Regions from separate parts of the Gossypium raimondii genome. Here region 1 is linked to region 2. The links are chromatin contacts, called in public Hi-C maps. All regions are on one chromosome and are shown on one strand. Each heading gives the region's core, a stretch centred on a gene start, on an enhancer-like site or on the middle of the called end of the contact. The rest is flanking DNA. Distances are from core to core; before and after follow the strand shown.

Evidence for each region. Hi-C and Micro-C count contacts between places; a contact is called where the count stands out from the background.
Region 1: a contact with region 2 is called in a Hi-C map of leaf, with 4 times the contacts expected there. The contact joins the promoter of LOC105788017 here to the enhancer-like site in region 2. A contact is called at or near these places in 2 of 2 Hi-C or Micro-C datasets (both in leaf).

Annotation. Positions count from the first base shown.
Region 1 is chr2:11,047,886-11,052,559 of ASM2569854v1, reverse strand. LOC105788017 (protein PAF1 homolog) reads left to right here and starts at 1,571. Exons shown (of 12, transcript XM_012614684.2): 1 at 1,571-3,427; 2 at 4,071-4,139; 3 at 4,422-4,529; 4 at 4,619-4,674. The coding sequence starts at 2,577.
Region 2 is chr2:10,772,143-10,777,132 of ASM2569854v1, reverse strand. No RefSeq gene overlaps it. Among protein-coding and RNA genes, the nearest start is that of LOC105788014, 6.6 kb to the right of the region's middle. Within about 2 kb of position 3,267, the one cell type or tissue checked has open chromatin away from gene starts, as enhancers often do. A contact at or near this core is called in leaf, where this site is marked.

The DNA of each region.
Region 1 (4,674 bases), core at 322-2,821, 280 kb before region 2:
ACACTTAGGAATTGTTTTAAAATATTTCTAAATTGTTTTAAAAGTTTTAATAATGAATTTAATCAATTGAAATGGTTTGATATGAATGGATTTATGTTTGACTTTCTTATTGAATTTAAAGTATAAGCTAGATTAAATTACTCTAGCAACTAATATGGGTCTCGCATTAGGACTCAACGACTGGATCAAATGCTGGATGTCACAGTTTTTAATGAACTTGCGTATTGGTTTTATGCATATAATCTACTCATCTAGTCAAATTTTGATTGAAAACGGTTATGATAAGGAATTTTTATGTTATGGACTTGTTTCCATGTGTTAAACATGTTTTCATACTTTTTGTTTGACATATATCTTGCAAGGAGGCATATAGAGACATGATTGCATGACCTGGAATACTATTTTCCTATAGTTCTAGATTTATGTCTTGGGACTAGATAAAAGTCTTAAGACATGGTAGCCTGAGTATCGAGACTTGATTTTCAAGTCTCATGTAACACTCTATACCCAACTTGAATTAGAGACATTGACATTTTTAAAATTATGAAAATGAAATAAAATTAAAGAAATTACAAAATAAAAAATTTAGTAAAATTGAATGAAAAACATTAAGAATAAAATAGTAGAGAAAATTGCGAGAATAAATGTATAAGATTGAGAGAATTGAGAGAATAGATAAATAAGATTGAATACATTTTTTTGAAAATAAACATGTATATATAGGAAAAAAATGTCCTTTGGAGAAAAAAATGTTGACATTGGAGAAAAAAGTGTTACCGTTGGTCAACTTGCCATTGATCCCAAGGTTAGAAACTCAATGACGGTGATATTCTAACCGTTTATATAATTTTTTTTTAAAAATCCGACTTTGGTACAAGGCAACACCATGTGGTGAAAATGTGCTCTGTAATTTTTTAAACCAGCGTATTTTCACCTCTCTAATCCATGTCACCTGAAAGCGCTTCCTACACGTGTTTTTTGTCTTCTCTCTCCAAAATTGACTTATTTCCGTAATTTCCAAATAAAACGATATCAAACCTTAATTTTTTTTACAATTGACATATATGCTTAATTTTCTTGAAAATAAAGAGGAAGGAAAAAAAACAAAAGATAATGAAAATCTTATCATTGACTCTCCAAAATAATCTTCAAAGCAAGAAACGGTGGTCGGCAATGGTTAGAGACAATGATCAACAACAATTAAGGTTGAAACTTGAGATAAGAGAAGAGTTGAAAAGAAGTAGAGAGGCAGCCGTTGGCACATGTGATGCTGGAGTTTGCAGAAAACAGAAAAGAGAGAAAATTTTGAGAGAAAGAGAAGAAGAGAGACTAAACTTGGCATTCAAATTTTTGCATAACTGCTTCTTGGGCCCTTGGGCAATTATAACCACCAGGCCGTTACAACCAATTTGAAATTTTGTTAGACATGTGCAATATTAGAGTGAAACGCACCATTTTACTCAATTCCCTTCATCAACACTGAAACGCTGCGTCTAACCCTCCCTTAAACTCTACGTTTTTTTGAAGTTTCTAAACATAAAAGATTAAACACTGTCGTTTTTTTTAACTAACTTAACAGCTAATTAAGACTTGAGAATTTGACCCGTCTCAACATGGCAGAGCAACGAGCAGCAGAGTTGTTCTTTTCTTCTTCAAGTGTTTTAGTAGGTACAAGACAGATTAAGGAATTTAGGGGGTTTTTTTTTTTTACTTTATTAATTTAGGTTGGGTGATTGGGTTGGATTGATTAAATTTTTTAGGGTTTGGTGTGTTTTCGATGGATTTGGGTTGCAAAAGTCGGTTTAACTGGTTTTGCATTGGTTCATTCAGTTTATAGATCGCGGTTCAACTGAAGTTCACGACTCAACTAGTTCTCATCCTAACTCCGGATTTCAATAACATCGGAAAAAACAAAGAAATAATCCTGAATATATAAAACCCAAAAATAAATCCAAAGTCAAGTAAAAGAGGATATTATCCCCTTCTCCGTTCCGGCAAACTTTTTCCGGTCACTCACTCACGCATTTTGGTTTTCGCTTAGAGCTGTAAATAATAAACATATATTAGTTCGGATTTCAATTGGTTAGGTTTCTTTTTTCTCCCTTTAATACAGTAGGAGCTGGTTTTTGCTTTTAAGTATTTACTGGTTAGATTCCAGATCAGTCTCTATCTTTTTCCTAGGGTTTGTGGAATTGAGAGTTCAATTCGTTGCTCTGTTTATCTCATTTAACGCTTTCTTCCCACAAATTTTTTTTTGCCGACCTGATTAAATTAAAAATTTTTGGCGGTTGATTTTGCTAGGGTTTTAGCTACTTCAGCTGAATTCTGGAAATTAGGATTTCAATGTTTTGAATCTATTCCTTTAGGGTTTTTTTTTCTTGAAAGGAAAATAGGACATTTCAAATTCGAGTTGAAGGTTTTCCAATTTGAATAAATTTCTTCAAGAAAACTAGGAGAAAAAAGAAGCCCAGAATTCAAAATCTCAAGTTTCATGTTTTACTGTTCTTTTATGCGGCTTTCTTATTGATTTATCTCTGTTTTTGATACTGTGATAAAGTGAATAAAAGAGAAGAAGAATGGCCTCGTATAGGTCATTCCCACCACAATCCTTTCCTCCTCCACCCCCACCAAATCAAAATCCTCTCCCACCCCAACAACATTATGATCAAAATTACAATCAAATGAATTTGAAATCAAATTATCATTACCCTTCTTCAAGACCGCCCCAACAACAGCAGCAGCCACCGCCTCCACCTCCACAGCAGCAATATTCTTATCCCCCACCGCCTCCGCCACCTCCGGATTCTTCCTATCCACCTCCCCCACCCCCTCCTCTGCCAACAGTGCCGCAAAATACCTTCAACTCACAGCCACCAATATACTATCCACCTTCACAGTACTCATCACAGTATGGCAATCAAGCAATGCAGCCACCTCCTCCACCGCCTCCCCCAAGTTCTCCCGGTTCTTCAATCCCTCCACCTCCTCCTCCCAGTTCTCCTCCACCTCCGCCTCCTCCAAAGGAGAGTGCTGGGGACAAGAGGTTAAGTGAGCGCAGTAAAGTGGGGAATAGGGATTTTTCAGGTTCTGGAAGGCGTGAACATGGGCATTCCAATCACAGGATTGCTGGTAGAGAGCACAAGCCAATGGTGCCCCCTGTAAAGAACCCAAATGTACATACAGGAAGAGTGGAGACAGAGGAAGAGAGGAGGTTGAGGAAGAAGAGGGACTTTGAGAAGCAAAGACAAGAGGAGAAGCATAGACAGCAGAAGAAGGAGTCGCAGAAGGCCCAATTAATGTCTTCCAGCAAAGCGCATGGTTCAATGATAGGCTCACGGATGGGAGATAGGAGAGGTACACCATTTTTGAGTGGTGAGAGGATTGAGAATAGATTAAAGAAGCCAACTACGTTCTTGTGCAAGTTGAAGTGAGTATATGGAAATGATGTTTTCTTTCTTCTTTACAGTTTTGTTTGATTCTTAGGCCATACCAAATTTAGATATCAAACTTGTTAAATTTCACGTTTGTCATATCTAAGTTAGGTATTAAACTTTTCAAATTTCTTGTTTATGATCCTGCCTTAATGAGTTTATCTAGTTTAGGTTGAATGATGCCTTCTCTTGTCCTACTTTTGCCATTTATGCTGTTCTGGAGATATCCATGGATGACTTAAGATGGAATTCGATAGAGTAATTAGTGATGTATATGGCTCTGATATTGGCATTGGCATAAGTAGGTTGATGAACCATGGATTAACTTGAAAAAATCAGTACTTTTCTCTTCATGTTGAATCTGCTCATATTGTAACTACGGTAGTTTTGATAACAATGGGATTTTGATTTTTCCTTTTGTTTTATTAAAATGATCTTTCCCACTGTTCCTTGCATTTGCATGTATAATAATACATTTTGGCTGAACACTGTACTTGATCATTAATTTCTTCATGCAATTTCCTTATTTTCCCATGTGAAATTTCTTTTTCATTTTGGAAAATGTTCCTTTGGATTACTTGTTTGACTATTTAGCTATGCAGTTCACATCTGATAATGACAAACACTTTTATCATATAGATTCCGAAATGAACTTCCTGATCCATGTGCACAGCCCAAACTTATGGCCTTGAAGAAAGATAAAGATCGGTAAGAAATAGTGTTTTGCTCCAAAGAATGATGACTGTATTTTCTCCTTTTAAAACTCCAGGATCCAAATTTTTTTTTGATTGTCTGATTGAATGTATTTTCCATTTTTCTTTTATTTTTGTCGTTAGTTATCTATAGTTAGTATTCCTTTATCTGCAGAGAAAAATATTATTGGACTTGTAAAAGTTTAAACTTAAAAAATCTGGTTTTGGTCCTTGGTCTTGATGTCATGATTTAATTCCTTTCTGAGATTTCTTGTTAATGTATACGTCTTTCTCACAGGTTTACAAAATACACCATCACCTCTCTAGAGAAAATGTACAAGCCTAAACTTATTGTTGAGCCAGATCTCGGGATACCACTGGATTTGCTTGACCTCAGTGTGTACAAGTATCGTAATTCAGCTGCTTAAAATTTTTTCTTTTGCCTTTGCTTTTTGTTGCTATGGTTTTGATTCTCTTCTCTCTTTTTTTAATTAGTCCTCCTAGTGTTAGACCTCCTCTTGCCCCAGAAGACGAGGAACTCTTGCGTGATG
Region 2 (4,990 bases), core at 2,018-4,517:
TAGAACTAAAGGGCCAACTCCCAGAATCCACGAATCCTTCCAACATCTAATACTTGTTCCATTCCCCACTGACCAAGCTAAATTCTCACACAAAAGGGCCTATACCTTTGAGAGGGCCACCACAAATACGAACATTGGCTTCTAGCAATTGACTCCGGGAGATGTTCCTTCAGCCCGTATTTCATGCAAAAGACTCATAACCATAATGCATTATCCTTAGTGACTAAATTAAATCTAATCTTTATAAGAAAAGAATTGTTTTGGTCATGAAAATGTCGAAATCTCAACCCACCACGAGATCTTGGCTAACAAATGGAGTTCCACCGAACCAAAGCAAGTTTTGGATGACCACTAGTGCAACCCCAAATAAATTATCTGACAATTCTCTCAATCTCTTCACAAACTCCCTTCGAAATTAACGTGGTCTGCATAGAGTAATTTAGGATGGTAAGGAGAACTAATTGGGCTAGGCTGACTCTTCTGGCCATGGATAACTTATTTGTTTCCCAACTTTTCAATTTACGCCTAACCTTTTCCACAACAAAATTAGGGTACTTTTAGTGACCCTATCATGAATGAGAGGCACACCTAGATAAATGCCAAGATTTTGAATAACCTGAAAACCAAATAATTGATTGATCCATGAACAAGTACCACCTTCAGCTCCTTTAGAAAAATAAATATTGCTTTTTTGAGTACTGACTTTGTGTCTAGAGAAAACACAAAAGTGATTCAAGATGTCCACTAATAATTGAGCTTGATCCAATTCCACTTTACAAAAAATGACCAAATTATCTATGAAAAAAAGATGATATAAAGTGGGACCCGATCTTAAAAAATGAATTTCACACCACTTACCTTTATCAATTTTTGCATGAATAATATGCCCTAACCATTCTATGCAAAGCACAAAAAGGTAAGGTGACAATAAACAACCTTGTTTGATCCTTCTAGATGGCTTGAATTTCTGAGTGGAAACTTTATTCCAGAGAATTTGCATAGTTGAAGATGAGACTACCACCATGATTACTAAACTGATAAAAATCGGGTCCCCGTAGCCTATAGTGAAGCATCAATAAATTCCCAACTCACTCTATCATAAGCCTTCTCTAAATCCAACTTGATCGCCATCTATTTTTTGCCATCTCATTTTTTCCATATAGAATGTAAGACTTCTTATGCTATGCCAACATTATCTGAGATATTACGCCTTGCAATGAAACTGGCTTGTTCCTGTGAGATAAAGTTAGGAAAAACCAATTTAAATCTGTTAATGATAATTTTCATTACCAATTTATACATTACTGAACATAGACTAGTAGGGCAAAATTGCCTGAATTTCTCTAGGCTATCATTTTTTGAAATAAACACTAACAAAGAGTTGTTCAGTTCCAGGTCAATAATGTTACCAGTTAAGACTCCTTGCACCCATTCACAAACTGCATTTCCTACAATATCCCACTGACTCTTGAAAAAATGCGCTTGAAATCCATCGCTTTCCGGAGCTTTCAAAATATCCATGTCGAATAAGGCTTTCTTAATTTCTTCATTTTACACCGAATTTTCCAAAAACTCAATGTCTTGGGTCTTGATGCGAAGAAAAATGTTGGACGGAAGATCCTTTATGGGCTCTGGTCTTTTCCCATAAAACTTCTCAAAAAAACCAACTGCCCCATTTTAAGGACGTTCTGATCAGAACACTACTTACCGTTATCAATGTATAACATCGTGATACAGTTAAATTTCCTTCTTTGGACCATTTGACTATGAAAGAATTTGGTGTTACGATCCCCAAACTGGATCTAGTCAACCTAGCTTTTTGCCTCCAAGGAAGTTCCTCATGATTTAGCAAATTTTCAAACTCATCCCGCACATCAATCTCTAATTGAATTAACTAAGTAGAGACAGAATGATTCAGGTCCTTTTGGATACTAGAGAGCGATCTCATAAGATGTCTTTTACGAAAGCCTATATAACCATAAAAGGACCTGTTCCATTCTTTAACATGCAAAGTAAATTCATAAAGAGAACTAGCCATATTACCCGAGAACTGCCACTTATCTTTCACTAAGGAGGGAAAATTAGCGTGCTTCGTCCAACCTGTTAAGAACCTAAAAGGTCTCCCTGTAGCCAAGCTAATATTCAGATCGGTCCTCAAGAGAATGGGCCTATGATCAGACTTAATCATCGGTAGATGGGAAACAATGCATTGTGGGAAAGCCAAAATCCATGAATCATTAGCCAATGCTCAATCCAATCTCTTCGACGTGTCAGCTCTTTGCCAATAAAGGATGGGCTGATGAATCCGAAATCCTATAAATTACAAGAATCTACAAATTTTCCAAAAAAAATTACATCTCTTCCCTATGGCATAAATACTTTTTTTATCGTCAGGTGATAGAATAACATTAAAGTCGCCCATAATTAAACATGAAAGAGAATCATGAAATAAAGTAACTTTTAAAGCTTCCCAAAGTGCCTTCCTTTTCCTCCTGTCTGGACTACCATAAACAAAAGATATAAAAATGAGATTAGAATAAATGTTACCAGATACGTAGAGAAGAAACTGTGGGTGATTTTGGATAATTCAAATCCGAATAGATTCCTTCCAACCCACCCAAATTCCTCTTGAAAATCTAGCAGCTTCAACTTGGTGAAAATTAAAAAATCCCAATTTTTCAATGATAAAATTAGCCTTTTACCACTTAATATCGGCTCTAACAAGCACACAATATCCGAACCATATTCAATATTATATTCACGAAAACGCAAATAAGTTTACTACTAGCGCAACATTGGCAATTCCATGAAAAAATGGTCAGATTTAAATCCATATAAATTAATATAGATAAATAATAAAAATAAAACCACCAAAGCCTTACTGTTTAGGGAATTCTCCCTTATCATGTTGCCCAATCTTTAGTATTGGGCCATCTAAACCCAAAGCTTCCATGGCCTGAGAAGAAATGGATTCGGCCGAATAGGCCACTAATTCCCACAGCAAAACCTTAGAGTCTCCCACCGTTTTGAATCTGCTACCCTTTCTAAGATTAATTTTGTTGAGTGATTTTGAAAGACGCGGACCCCTATGTTTCTACCCTGAAAATTTCCTAGCAAGCAACTCGATCTTTTCTTTTCCTTGAACTCATGTCGGAGGTCCTTTCCCTTTAGTTATCGATGAATGCTCCTTGTGGTTCTTTGAAGTTCTTTGAAGGTGACCGTTAAATGCCTGCGGGAATCGAGGCCATCACCCGCTTTAGAGACTGTGACGTCAACAACTCTTTTCGACGAAAGCCTCACCTGTTCCACATTCTCCAGTTTATTGCCATCACCAGCTATGTGCGAATGAGAGTCCGAACCATCGTTTCCACCATCTGCGATCCGACCTTGATTTCTAGAAGCAACCAGGTTTCTGATAAGCTTACCAAATACTTCCATAACCTGGTCTGGCACAACCATTATTTTGTTCTCACCTGGCCCACTATTCGACCCGTTTCCTTGGCCTGACGTGCTATCTTTCAGCAGGCTACTTTCCCTTAGACCTTTGAATGACCCATTAAAAGTTGTTCTTGGGTCAATCTCGAAGTTGTTAAACGAAACGAGCCCATTATCTAACCCACCAGCATTATTAGAGGACCTCGAAGGGCTTGCCACATCTATAAGACCCAACACATTAGTTGTGTCTCTACTTTAGCGACTAAAGTGGCCCACATTATACGTACTAGCCCCAGCACCTTGGTTTCCTTCAATTGCTCTTTCTTTCCCCTTTCTCTGCTGTGTATCCTGAATTTTCTCATTCTTCCCAAATTTAATGACAACGTTACCTTCCTTTTCTGTCAATGCCATAAAACGGTAACCTTCATTTTTTTTTTCCATAATTCTAGACCCTGAGTTCACTGAATCCCTTGATTTCTTGAGGGGTCTCTTCTCCACCAACATCCACGGGTCGTAACCATCAATTTTCTCCTCCGTTTCATCAACGACCATGCTCACAGCCTCCGTCAAATATTTTGACGAAGGCATCGTTCTTCCAGAATTGGGTTTAGAGACCCTAAAAGGACAAATTTCTTTTACATAACCATACTATGCACAGTGGAAACAGGCCGTTGGTAAGAATTCGTACTCGACCCTCTATATTTTCCCATTGATTAAGACTTGGGACACCAACGGTTTATCCAAGTTAACATACACAACCATACGGACTAATCGACCTCTGATCTTGTTGTCTGTGTTCATATCCAGTTCTGCAACCTTACCAATTAACCCCCTATTTCTGTCAGAATTTTCCTCTCGTAAAAGTATCCTAGTAAGCTCGAAAGTCTTATCCACGACATTATGACACTAGGAAATGTCTGTGCTCGGTTAAAAGACATTGACCAAGGTTGAACTATCAGGTATTACCCAAAAATTATCCAAGGTCCTTTTGAGAGCGCCTTTTCACAATCCATATTTTTTTTTTAAGTTTAGCAAAGAAGTAGCCATTCTCAATATCCATAAACTGGAACGGGGACGATGAGTTCCATAAACTGGAAATTTTATTATGTAACACCGAGTATCCAATGTTACGTCCTAAAAGCTTTAGTACTACAGTGTTTTCCATATCCCAAATAAGAATCTGGTGAATCCTATCAAAGAATTCGATTGAAGAACTGCCATTAATTATCGACTTCTGAATGTCTCTTTCCAGTTACTCAAATTCTTCCTCCTCCTCTAAACCTTTTTCCTTATTATTGGATGAAATTCCAACAAGCTTGTCCTTCTAAGAAATAACTAGTACATTCGTCAGATCCACCAACACTTCTCTGTTCACACTTTCATCATTATCCATAAACTGAACTTTTTTAAGGATTAAATCTTCCATCGAACCACCTTCAGAACCAAAATTTTCACAGAGAATCCATGCAAGAATTTTCAAATAAAATAATGATACATATGCAAATTTAGATCAATTAATCTTCTCAAAGAGCTTCAGCTTTACTTTTGAATTTTC